3 separate regions of the Rattus norvegicus genome follow, and regions 2 and 3 are each linked to region 1. The links are chromatin contacts, called in public Hi-C maps. All regions are on one chromosome and are shown on one strand. The core of a region is the stretch at or near the end of the contact, and the rest is flanking DNA. Distances in the headings are between cores, read along the strand shown.

The links. A called contact is a pair of places that touch in the nucleus more often than the background predicts.
Region 2: a contact with region 1 is called in a Hi-C map of Schwann cells, with 2.2 times the contacts expected there. The contact joins the enhancer-like site here to the promoter of Nr2f2 in region 1. A contact is called at or near these places in 2 of 12 Hi-C or Micro-C datasets (Schwann cells and kidney).
Region 3: a Hi-C map of the A7r5 cell line shows a contact between it and region 1, with 6 times the contacts expected there. The contact joins the enhancer-like site here to the promoter of Nr2f2 in region 1. A contact is called at or near these places in 2 of 12 Hi-C or Micro-C datasets (the A7r5 cell line and the Rat2 cell line).

What each region holds. Positions count from the first base shown.
Region 1 is chr1:133,423,882-133,427,724 of GRCr8, reverse strand. It overlaps Nr2f2 (nuclear receptor subfamily 2, group F, member 2), which reads left to right and starts at 1,546. Exons shown (of 3, transcript NM_080778.2): 1 at 1,546-2,171; 2 at 3,775-3,843. The coding sequence starts at 1,730.
Region 2 is chr1:134,008,785-134,012,339 of GRCr8, reverse strand. No RefSeq gene overlaps it. Among named protein-coding and RNA genes, the nearest start is that of Nr2f2, 580 kb to the right of the region's middle. Within about 2 kb of position 1,514, at least 3 of the 93 cell types and tissues checked have an H3K27ac peak or open chromatin away from gene starts, as enhancers often do. A contact at or near this core is called in Schwann cells, where this site is marked.
Region 3 is chr1:132,554,369-132,557,952 of GRCr8, reverse strand. No RefSeq gene overlaps it. Among named protein-coding and RNA genes, the nearest start is that of Arrdc4, 760 kb to the right of the region's middle. Within about 2 kb of position 1,367, at least 2 of the 93 cell types and tissues checked have an H3K27ac peak or open chromatin away from gene starts, as enhancers often do. A contact at or near this core is called in the A7r5 cell line, where this site is marked.

The DNA of each region.
Region 1 (3,843 bases), core at 297-2,796:
CGGGTGCCGGGTGCGGAGCGACTGGGGTCCGCGTTCCGGGGCCCGCACGGGCCCATCCCCCTCTCTGTGGCCCGGGCAGCGCGGCCACCCGTCCCCGCCCCCCTCCGTCCCCGCGCGCCCCGCGCGGCTGTCGCGACGCCGCTCGCGCTAGGACCGGGCTGTTCCCTCTGCCGCCGTGGCGGGGCCGCTGCGCTCCGGCCAATGACGACGAGGGGGCGGCGCGCGCGCGCCGGGCCAGGCCAACCCCGGCGGCTGCCTTATAAGGCGCGCCGTCGCCATGGCAACGTGCGCTAAGTTGCAGCAGTCGTGTCAAAGTTCACTATATAGAGAGCTCAGTGAGCTGATCGCGGAGAAGCCACTTCTGCCAGCCCCGGCGCCTATAAATCGCATTCCCTCCCGCGCCCCCCTTTTTAGCATATTTGATCACTTTGATTCTGCTCTTTTCTCTCCGCGGTGTGTGCGTGCGTGCGCGCGTGTGTGTTTTCTTCTCCTCCTCCTCCTCTGCCGGAGTTGCCTCCTTTCTCCGGGTGCCGCGCTGCTCTTCCCTCTTTCATTCTTTCTCTCCGTTTCTCCCCCCTCTGCGCACGAAGGATGCGCTTCTAGGTGCTGATCTGCCCTCCTTTCTCTCTTATCATCTCTCCCCCGCCGCCGGCGAGTTGACTCTTTCCCTATGTGTGTGAGGCGGCGGCGGCAGCAGCAGCAGCAGCAGCAGCGGCTCCACCGGCGGCGGCAGCAGCGGCAGCAGCAGCGACTCCACCGGCGGCGGCGGCGCTAGACGCGGCGGCTCCGGGCCCGACCCGGAGGTTTCGGCGGCGGCGGCGGCCCGGGCGGCCCGCGGGGAGCAGCGAGCGGCCTCCGAGAGCGGCGGCGGCGGCGTCCGGAGCGAGCGCGGCGCGCGCCAGGCGCCCGGGGCAAGAGGCGGCGGCGGCCCAGCGCCAGGACGACGCCGCGCAGCGCCGGACGCGGACCACTTTCATGCTGATTCCCCCGGACCCGGGCAGAGCTCCGGCCACTCCGCGGGCCGCCGGCCTCCGCCCCGGCCTGCCTGGCTCCCAGGGCGCGCCCGCGCCCGGCGCCTTCGCTCTCCCAGTCCTCCTGATTTCGATGGCTTTCCTGAATGGCTGACTGTGGGCTGCCCTGGACTTGGCCCCCGGACAGTCGCCTTCCCTTCTCCTCTTCCTCCTTCTCCTCCTCTTCCTCCTCCTCCTTCTCCTCCTCCAACTCCTCCGCTGCACACTAGATCTGAGAGCGAGAGAGTGAACGAGAGGGAGAGAGGGAGGGAGAGTGAGAGCGAGCGAGATCTTTAGAGAGATTTTTTTTTTTTTTGCCTCCTACTTCTGTCTTGAAGCCAGACAATCGACTTGCAGCTCTCCCTCCCCTCCCTCTCTCCACGTTCTGCTCCCATTCGCTTTCCCCTGTCCCCTTGCCCTCCCCTCTTGACGGAAAGCCCCCCGAAACCAACAAAGCTGAGCCGAGGGAAACAAACAAAACACACCGGGCCAGACAAGCAATCGACAAAACTTTGCAAAAGCAAAAACAAAAACAAAAAAGGAAAAACTAACTAACCTCAATCAACTAGCCCTGAGCCACCCGGGGCGCCCTCCCGCGCCCTCTCGCACCCTCGCACACACAAAAGGCGGCGCGCCGGAGCCCGAGACCCGGGAGCCGCCGCCACCCCGCCGCCGCCCGCAGCCAGGGGAGCAGAAGTCCGGACGCGGCCCCCATAGATATGGCAATGGTAGTCAGCACGTGGCGCGACCCCCAGGACGAGGTGCCCGGCTCTCAGGGCAGCCAGGCCTCGCAGGCGCCGCCCGTGCCGGGCCCGCCGCCTGGCGCCCCGCACACGCCACAGACGCCGGGCCAAGGGGGCCCGGCCAGCACGCCGGCCCAGACAGCGGCTGGCAGCCAGGGCGGCCCTGGCGGCCCAGGCAGCGACAAACAGCAGCAGCAGCAGCACATCGAGTGCGTGGTGTGCGGGGACAAGTCGAGCGGCAAGCACTACGGCCAGTTCACGTGCGAGGGCTGCAAGAGCTTCTTCAAGCGCAGCGTGCGGAGGAACCTGAGCTACACGTGCCGCGCCAACCGGAACTGTCCCATCGACCAGCACCACCGCAACCAGTGCCAGTACTGCCGCCTCAAAAAGTGCCTCAAAGTGGGCATGAGACGGGAAGGTATCGGCTTCTCATTTCTTCCCCCTTCGCCCGTGGTCCCGGGGCCCTGGGTGCGTTTGGCTAGCCTGCTCTGGGTAAGGACACAGAAGCCCCGAGCTCTCCGTGTTGCAGTCGGAGGGGATTTGGTACTAGGAGCGGGGTCTGCACTGCAACCCAGATCAGCCCCCACCCCCCACTACAGTCCGCATGCTTTAGCAGACTTTCCTTCTCCACTCTTTCTCCCTCTCTCTCCCTCTCTCCCTCTCTCTTCGGGCTGCTTTCCCTTCCTTTGCATTGATTGAGAGTTCATTCGAGTTCACCTTTCTGCAAGGAATGGGGTTGTTGTTTGTTGTTGTTTTAAAGTCCCCTCTCACTCTCTTCTCTTTCTCCCTTTCCTTGTTTTTCCTGCATGTTCAACATATGTCCCTCCTCCTTACCACTCTCCCAACCCCCACCTTCTCAAAAAAAAAAAAAAAAAACCAACCTGAGATTGTACTTTTGTACAGGAGGTTCAAATTACAAATGGCAATTTTATGCACTTCGCCGTATTAACGCTGCCGCCTGGGCAGAGCTCATGTGACCCCTCTATGGATTAACATTCTGCTTAAAAAAATACCTCTTGTTTTCTTTTTTTCCTTTCACTTTTGAAACGTTGAGAGCACTGTAGGGAGTAGGAAAGTGTGGGCAAGGGGCCTTGGGCCGCTGCTTTCCCTCTGCGCCAGTTGGGTCTTTGTGATATAAAATTATCCCAGAGCCGGGAACAGTGCTCTACCAATGGCGCGCTCCGCGCCGGGCGCGGGCTGCGGGTTGGAGCGAGCCACTGCCGGGATTTCTTTGTGTTTCTGCGAGAGCGACTCTCCGGGTCCTCAGTCAGATAACAGCGGGTGACTGAGCCTCGCTGGCTTTCTCCGGTCGTCACGGGCCTTGCCTGGGCTCCGCCAGCGCCCCACTCCTGCTCCCAGCCTCTCTCCGGCTTCCTCTCCTCTCTGACGGCCTCTCTCTCTCTCTCCGCCCTCTTCTCCCTGGTCTCTACTCCTCCGAGCTGAGCTCACGGATCCGACAAAGACGCCAGACCTAGGATCTGTCTCTCGCCAGGGTTTCCCTCCTGGGCTGGGATTGAGGTTACAAGGTTTGGGGACAGTCGTTCGGAGGTGGCCACAGGCCATCTGGGGTAAACCTTAACGTCTTGTGCAAAAGCGTCTCACCCTCCCCCTACACTCTCATCTCGTTCCTTTTCCAATCAATAAGAAATATAAGCTGTTTAGCAGTTTAAAAAAAAAAGAAAGGAAGAAATGAAATGAAATGAAAGGTGCCCTCAGAATATACTACATACTGCTTGCAGCTCCAGGGACCCCCCATTCAAAGTGACCAATTCTGGGCCCTCGGCGGACCAACGGTAGATGGGCCTCACAGGCAAGTGTTGATCTCTGGCGATCAGAGCTGGCCGGGGAAGTGATTTGTGAGGAGTGGTTGCGGGCCAACCGGCCAACAGACTCTTGGTCTTTCTGTAGCTGGCCTGCCTGTTTCTTGGCTGTTCTAGGGCCTGGGACAGGTTGGTGTCTTGTAGAAGGATGCGGGACTAAGGCTGATCATTAACTGTGGAGTGTCTCCTTTCCTCCTGCAGCTGTACAGAGGGGCAGGATGCCGCCCACCCAGCCTACTCACGGGCAGTTTGCACTGACCAACGGGGACC
Region 2 (3,555 bases), core at 265-2,764, 580 kb before region 1:
CCACCAGGAGAATCCAAAGACGTCAGAACCAACACAGAAGGAATTACTTTTTCAAGTTAACTTTAAAGAAGAGAGAAATGGGGGAAGAGGAAGGAAAAAGGGAGGAAGGGAGGGAGGGAGAGTGGATGCAGAAGCAGGTAAATTAAGATATTAAATATAACTTAACATAAGTAAATTTATCTCAAATACCCACTGTGAATTTTATACTTTTAAGGTATATTCATTTGACTATACTTGAACATAAATCAACTCAATCTGAAACAGCCATTGGTGTCTTTAATATTTTATTCTTTTAAAAGCTCTCTTCGTCTCAATTAGACTTCAAAGGTGGAAGTAAATGGAATTTCTACAAACAATTCAAGAATTTTTTATTCTTTTTCTTTTTTTAAATCTCCCTTCAGTCCACTTTCCTTAGAATCACAGACATATAGATCTATATTTTATCATTCCAAAGAGCCACCCCTCCACTCTCTGTTAACGGACAGGCAGTTGGTAATGGCTCTCTGGTAAGGCTAGATAAACTTTTTTAAAATATAAAGAAGCAGACAGCATCAGGGGTCAGGCGAGGTCAAGTCAGCCCTCCCAGCCATGTGCTCCCTCAGTTGAGAGATTAGGGCCCCGTTTGGCCAAGGGGCAGCAGAGGGCACTCCAGGCCAGAACAGGTTAAGTTGTGGTCACTTTATCTCTTATTGTTGATGCAAAGTCCTGAGGCCATGGCCCAGGGTTTTCCTGCAGAAATGTGTTTACAAGCAGGTCAAGGACTTGCAGAGAGATAGCCATTAGCAAAACAACTTTTCTATTGACTGCAGCAAAGAAAGGTGTGTTTGCGGATGAATTATCACTTGCTTCTTAAAGTGGGGGAGTAAAGCTCATTCAAATCCGAAATCCTGTCTTCCTCATCCACCATGGATATTTCCCAGGAGTGAGAGGCTTCTTGCTTTGTACACAGCCACTTTTGCCACTACAGGACAGATCTGTGATGGCATCTTCCTCCCTTTGCCAGTTGTCTATTCAGTCCTTATTCGAATGAAGAAATAATTTTAATGTAGAGTTAGAAAGAATCGGGAAATGTCAAAAGGGGGCGGGATTAGCCGAGAATATTTTAGGAAGGTCCCAGGGCTATAAAGGTTAATTCCCTAAATAAATAATCTGCGTTAGTCTCGTGATTTAGAAATCAGCCATACCCTCTAGACTACAGATATTTTAGTTGAATCCAGTTTTTGTGAACTCTTGAAACGGAAATAAAAGAAGTGATCGGAGTCCAAGGAGAAAAGGGGAAAGAAGAGAAACGAATCAACAAACAAGCAAAAACTGAAGTAAAAGCAAACAATTAAGGAAACTAGTGACACAAGGTTACAAGAAACAAACAAACAAACACACAAAATAACAAATGCATGCGTTTAAGGCTTTCAACGCACAAGCGGACCAGCTTGGGAAAGTGATGTCACTGGCCTGGAAGCTGTGGGAAATTAGCCTCTCTGCGCATGTCTACTCTATGCTAAAGAAGGGAGCTTGTGTTTCCACTAACTGAGAAATCTGAACTTGGGAATCTGCACTTGGGTATATGAGCTGTCTCGTTAGAAAGATACTTCTCAATTAGTTTCCTTTTCATCCCCCCTTTCTTTCGGCTTCCAGCCTTCTGTCGCACACCCACACAGACACACAGAGTCCCGCACTTGCGAAGGGTCAGAAAGGTTCCTGGCCATTTCTCTCCATAGAAACCCTGACAATGTGGCATGTGCAGTCTCGACAATGACATGCCACTCAAAGTCCCCCCTTCAGATTGTCCCTCCTTTTAAAGGAGACAGCCAACGTGAATGAAACACTTTTTCCCCTTGGGTATGTCTGACTTGCTTTCATTAACCCAGATACAAAGTGCCACTCAGAGGCTTCGGACAGTAGAATTCTTTCTTCTCTCAACTAGCAATTCATTTGACCCTCAAGAATAGTATTAACGCTCTATGGCATTCTATGTTTCTTATTTGTTTTATGCTCTTTCTGCTCTGTGAAGCATGCTTATAAAAAATGTTGCCCTGTACCGTAAAGACTTCACAGTAAAAGGACATTCTGAACAGTTTCATCTTTAACATGCGTCTGTCACTCAAATTGGAAAACTTTATGCGGATTCCTTTCCAAGCTGTTAAAGATTAGCTTGATGCAGATAAGGCTATTCCCCAAACTCATTATCTATCTTCCAAATGCACCTTAAGGACTCCCTAATAAAGTCAAGGTTACATGAAGAGTATTTTACTGAAAATCAGCAAAAGACTGTTAATAAATCCGAATTACAGGCACACTATTTTGTCCCTGCCTCTCATCCTTAAAGAGATGATCTTTCCATTTTTATTAGTTTCCTTAAGCAGTAAGACCCCTTCCTTAGCCATACATCACCAATTAGTCAGTGCTTATTGAGAATGGAAATTAAAAAAAAGATACCATTGCCTGTCTGTCACTAAATTCTGCCTGCCATTCTGGATACATCACACAAAAGTCTTTGATCTTTAGATTACACTCAAATCAAAACTCTTCTGCAACCTTACTTTTTCCTTCTCTATTAGTCTCATGGTGCTAAACGTACACACACACACACACACACACACACACACACACACACACACACACACACACACACCTTTTCCTAAGAAACATAGCTCCCAGCTGTAATAGCTTTACTTTTGCTCAAGCAAAATTCCAGCCCACACAATTTGTGTAGCAAATGCTTCTCCCAGCCTTAAGCAAAAGACTACCACGCTGTTTCTCCTTCACTGTCACACACAGTGAATGTCCTGTGTCATCTATGTAAGACTCATCCTCCTGCCCAACACTCTTCTTCCTGTTCTTATTTACCAAATTCAATTTGAAATATGGCTTCATTAATTCATATTAAGAAAGCAGCAAGGACTGCTCCTCCCAGAAGGTTTGCTGACCACGGGCATTTCCACTGGGTTGCTTTTCTTCCATGGGGTGAAATTGTATGCGAATCTCCTGTTTGCTGACTGAGAAACGCACACTTCCATCCACAGCTCCTTTCTCACTAGTCTAAGCCATACTACAGCCATTTGTTGAGAAGTTTACCGTTTCCTCTCCATTCTTTAAAATACAGTTTATGTGAACCATCTGCATTTATTGATAAGGTTGACCTCGTGCTAAAATCACAAACTGCAGACCTGTAACAGTAGTAGAGCTGGGGTGGAGAGGAGGGGCGGTAACGCACTTCAGAGGCTGTACCCTGTTGGCTCATGGGAATTATAAGAGTGAGTCTGATTACACAACTCCACGCGCTTAAATGTGAGCAAATTATGTCGCAGTGTCTACTTTTCAGTGTCCTCCCAAATTCATGGCCACACGATATCATCTACGGTTCTTTGGGAATTGCGGGATCAAAATTGTCTATATATGAAGTTTCTAAAGCTTAAGCTTTGGACCGCTTTCCCTGCCCGCTTTCCCCCAAACATGGAAGCTTTAACCTTGATCTCCTGAGAGAGCCTAATCTTAGCCACAGCCAACGTGACTCCTGGCAGACACGCTGAAGAGGTGGAGGGCACTGAAGCCCAA
Region 3 (3,584 bases), core at 118-2,617, 870 kb after region 1:
ATCGTTTTACATGCCTGTCCCCAGAATTACTGTTCAAAGAGGGAGGGAGGGAGGGAGGAGGAGGAGGAGGAGGGAGGAGGAGGAAGAGGAGAGAGAGGAGGGAGAGAGAAAGAGAGAGAACAATTATTTGCTGTTGTTGTTTGTGAATGTAGGTTTAAAAACCTTTCCATGGCAAAGGCCAAGTGTGATCTTAACATCAGCCCCATTCACTGGTGGCACAGGTAAATTCTGTAATTCTGTCAATTTAGAAACCCACATTCTTTGAAGATATTGTCTTAAAGCGTTCTTCTAAGAATTAAATGCAAACATACATATATATATATATATATATATATATATATATATATATATGATGAAGGAAAGAGCAGAGGGCAGGGGAAAGAGAGGGATGAAGGAGGGAGGGGAACTGGGAAAGAGGATATGTACATGTGGTAATCATGTCAGAATAACTGAGAACAAACAAAGGCAGTGGTAAATAGTGGAGCTGAGGGGCTCAGGTTAAACCTCCCCTCACCTGTGCACACTTCCTGCCCTTGTTACTTAAGCCATTAAGTTGATATTGAAGTTACTTGTAGGGACCTCAGACTGAAGAACATTAGCATAAGGCAATTTCAGCTTGGTGTCAATGATTCCCCAAGATATTTAATTTAAATGTCATTAATTGCTGTTTATAAATCAATTCCCCTTCACTGATACCCTCTCGGACATACCTTTTGAAACAAAACAAAACAAAAAACCCTGATGTTCTGGGCTACACCTTTCTCCAAGTTTCTTTGTGAATTAAAAGCTGTATACCATGAGCCCACAGAAACTTCCCTTCTTTCTTGGGAAGGAAAATTATTCGAGTTTGTGCTTCAGAGCAAGCCGCGAATGAGCTTCCGGTCTTTTTTGCACTCCAGATATTTTCCTAATCTGGAAACATCTCAAAAGGGTTCTTGAAATATGCGTTTATGGATCATTTTGTGAGAAAACGTTCCTCCATGTGAATTTGGGCCTTAATCTATAAGCTGGGTGACAAGGGTCAAGTCCGGTTTACAGGGAGGACACGTATATTTATGAGACTGGTTTTAGTGAAAATTATATTTTTGACTTTGGCGTTCACAGATTTTGAAGGCAAATTCCTTGCTGACAACTGTTAGGGACCCACTGAATAACCACAGACTGGCTACTTTTGCTTTAGGACTGTGAGGAATCCTGACAATGAGCACACGAGTCTGGTCAGAAGTCTAAACATGGGACTGCCGTTCTTTTCTTTTTCCTCCTCCTCCTTCTCCCCCTCCTCCTCCTCCTCCCTTTTAAAATTAGCCTTGCACAGATCAAGTTAAAGAAAATCTGTTTTTTTCATATGTGAGTCATTTCCCCCTAACAGAACTTTCCCTGCCTAGGCAAACAGTAGTAATATAGCTGCCTGCAAGTCCATGTGATGAAAGCCCGTGTCACCATGTGCAAACTGTGAAACGTAATTGAAAGTAAAATGTTTAATTAAAATGGACATTTCTGAGCCCGCTTGTGGCAGCAGCCATCTTGCTGAAAAATTATATTTGTTACACCGGCAACCTGGGAAAACCAATCAGAAGACGGTGAATGCCAGGTCCCATCGCAAAGTAAATGGGGTGAAAATCGGAAGGCAAGCCGTAGTTACTGTGCATGTCCCCAACACATGTGCCCTGGCGCCGACCACGTAGAACATGAGGACCTGCCGGCCAGAGCCGTTCCTAAGTCAGTATTCATTATCACAAAGCATCCCCTTCCCTTCAAATAATTCTCCCTCGTACTCATGTCAGCAAGTCTCCTTAACAACAGGGCTTTTCAGATGCTCTGCTCTCTCATACTGGCTGAAATGGAAGGATACTCCTTGTCTCCGAATTTCTCCTCGGAGACCATGCGGGCCTTTCCCCTCCTCTCATAAAAGCCACGGGTCCCAGATAATTCAGACTCGCGTGGAGATAGGCGTTGCACAGGTTTGCAGTTCAGATGTGTGGACAGATTTTGAAAACGAATTTCCATCTGGCATCCAAAGGGCAGCTTCTCCTGCCTGGAGGTGGGGTGTCAGAGAGCGCCTGGTCTGAGCTGGGTCACCAGCCAGCAAGAGTCCCAGATTCAGAAAGTCTCCTTATTGGAGAATTTCTTTGACATTTTCGAAAGGGCAAGTGAAATAAAGTTCTTTTTGGCTGCATCTTTAACTTTATCCTCTTAAAAACCAGCCACCAACAGCAGAACTAATCTTGCAATAGTAGAACAGTTCTTTAAAAGGATGACAGTTCCCACTTACCTTGGTTTTTTTTTATTTACTTATTTTTTTTAATTTTTGCCATATTATGAGGTTTTTTTGCTCTTTGCACGGTTACCGGCTCTGCAGTCTAATTATCATGGCTCAGAACGGAGGAATGAAACAGCAAACCAACAAATAAATATAGAAAGAAAAGGTCTGCCAATGTGAAACCCATTAAAAGTGTTAATAGCAAAGCACTGTGGGAAAAAAATCATGATTAGGATATTAAAACAAGTCTTATTGTCTAGATCCAGCAGCCACACCATTTGATCATTTTCCCTATCTGACCTTGTCCAGTGAGCTCTCTCTCTCTCTCTAATATGTTCTTTATTGCCAAAGGAATGCACTTTGAATTTACTTTCTTTATGGTGTGATTATAAATCTCTGTGACATCCCTAATGATTCATCTCTTTTGGCGCCAGGCAGAAGGATAACCACTTCTATAATGCACACGTTTCACTTAAGGTGAAACCGGAAGGAGATTTATCAGTCAGCACAGACCTTCCAGGCACAGGCTTAAACTACAACCGTTTATCCCCTTCCATAAACAAGTTTAACTTTGGTGCATTTTCTCCCTGAAATGCCTCATAACCCTCTAAATAAGATGTTTTAATTTGTGCATGGTCTGAACAAGTGGGCCTTTTCTTCTGCCGAAGGGACAGTTGTACGTTTTCGACTGAACCTCTCAGCACGGAAATATATCGGTCAGGAGCATACTTCCTAGGACTGCCGATCGCTCACTTGTCTTAAATTAAGCAGAATGCTTAATTGAGACTGATTAGTGACTGTTTTCTATGATTTGTAGGTATCTTTTTAAACTCCAAAAATAAATAATTTTAAGGACATCGGGTTGTAAATAAGCCTGCTCTGTGTTTGAAATTTTAACTCAGAAAACATTGTACTATAAGCAAGATTGAATTTATTTATTTATTTATTTATTTATTTATTTATTTATTTATTTACTTATTTATGATTCCATTATAAACCTTAATGGCAGTAGGGTTTTCATTGTGAGTGGAAAATACATGAACACGCCATGTAAATCCCCTAAAATGTCCATATGATTGAATACCTTTCTCGTAACATATTTGTCGTTCTGTGTGTGTTCGGCCCGGCAATGTTTGCTTCAATGTCCTTTTTCCACAGTACAAACAAAACTCCACGGATAGATACAAAACCCACACAGGCCGAGCCAATGATGATAGAAAACTGGTGAGCAAAATTACTTTTGAACTTCAGATGACAAGAAACACACTTGGTCCACGAAGCTGGAAGAAATGGAGGTTTTTTTTTCCCCCTCCCTTTCCTCAGA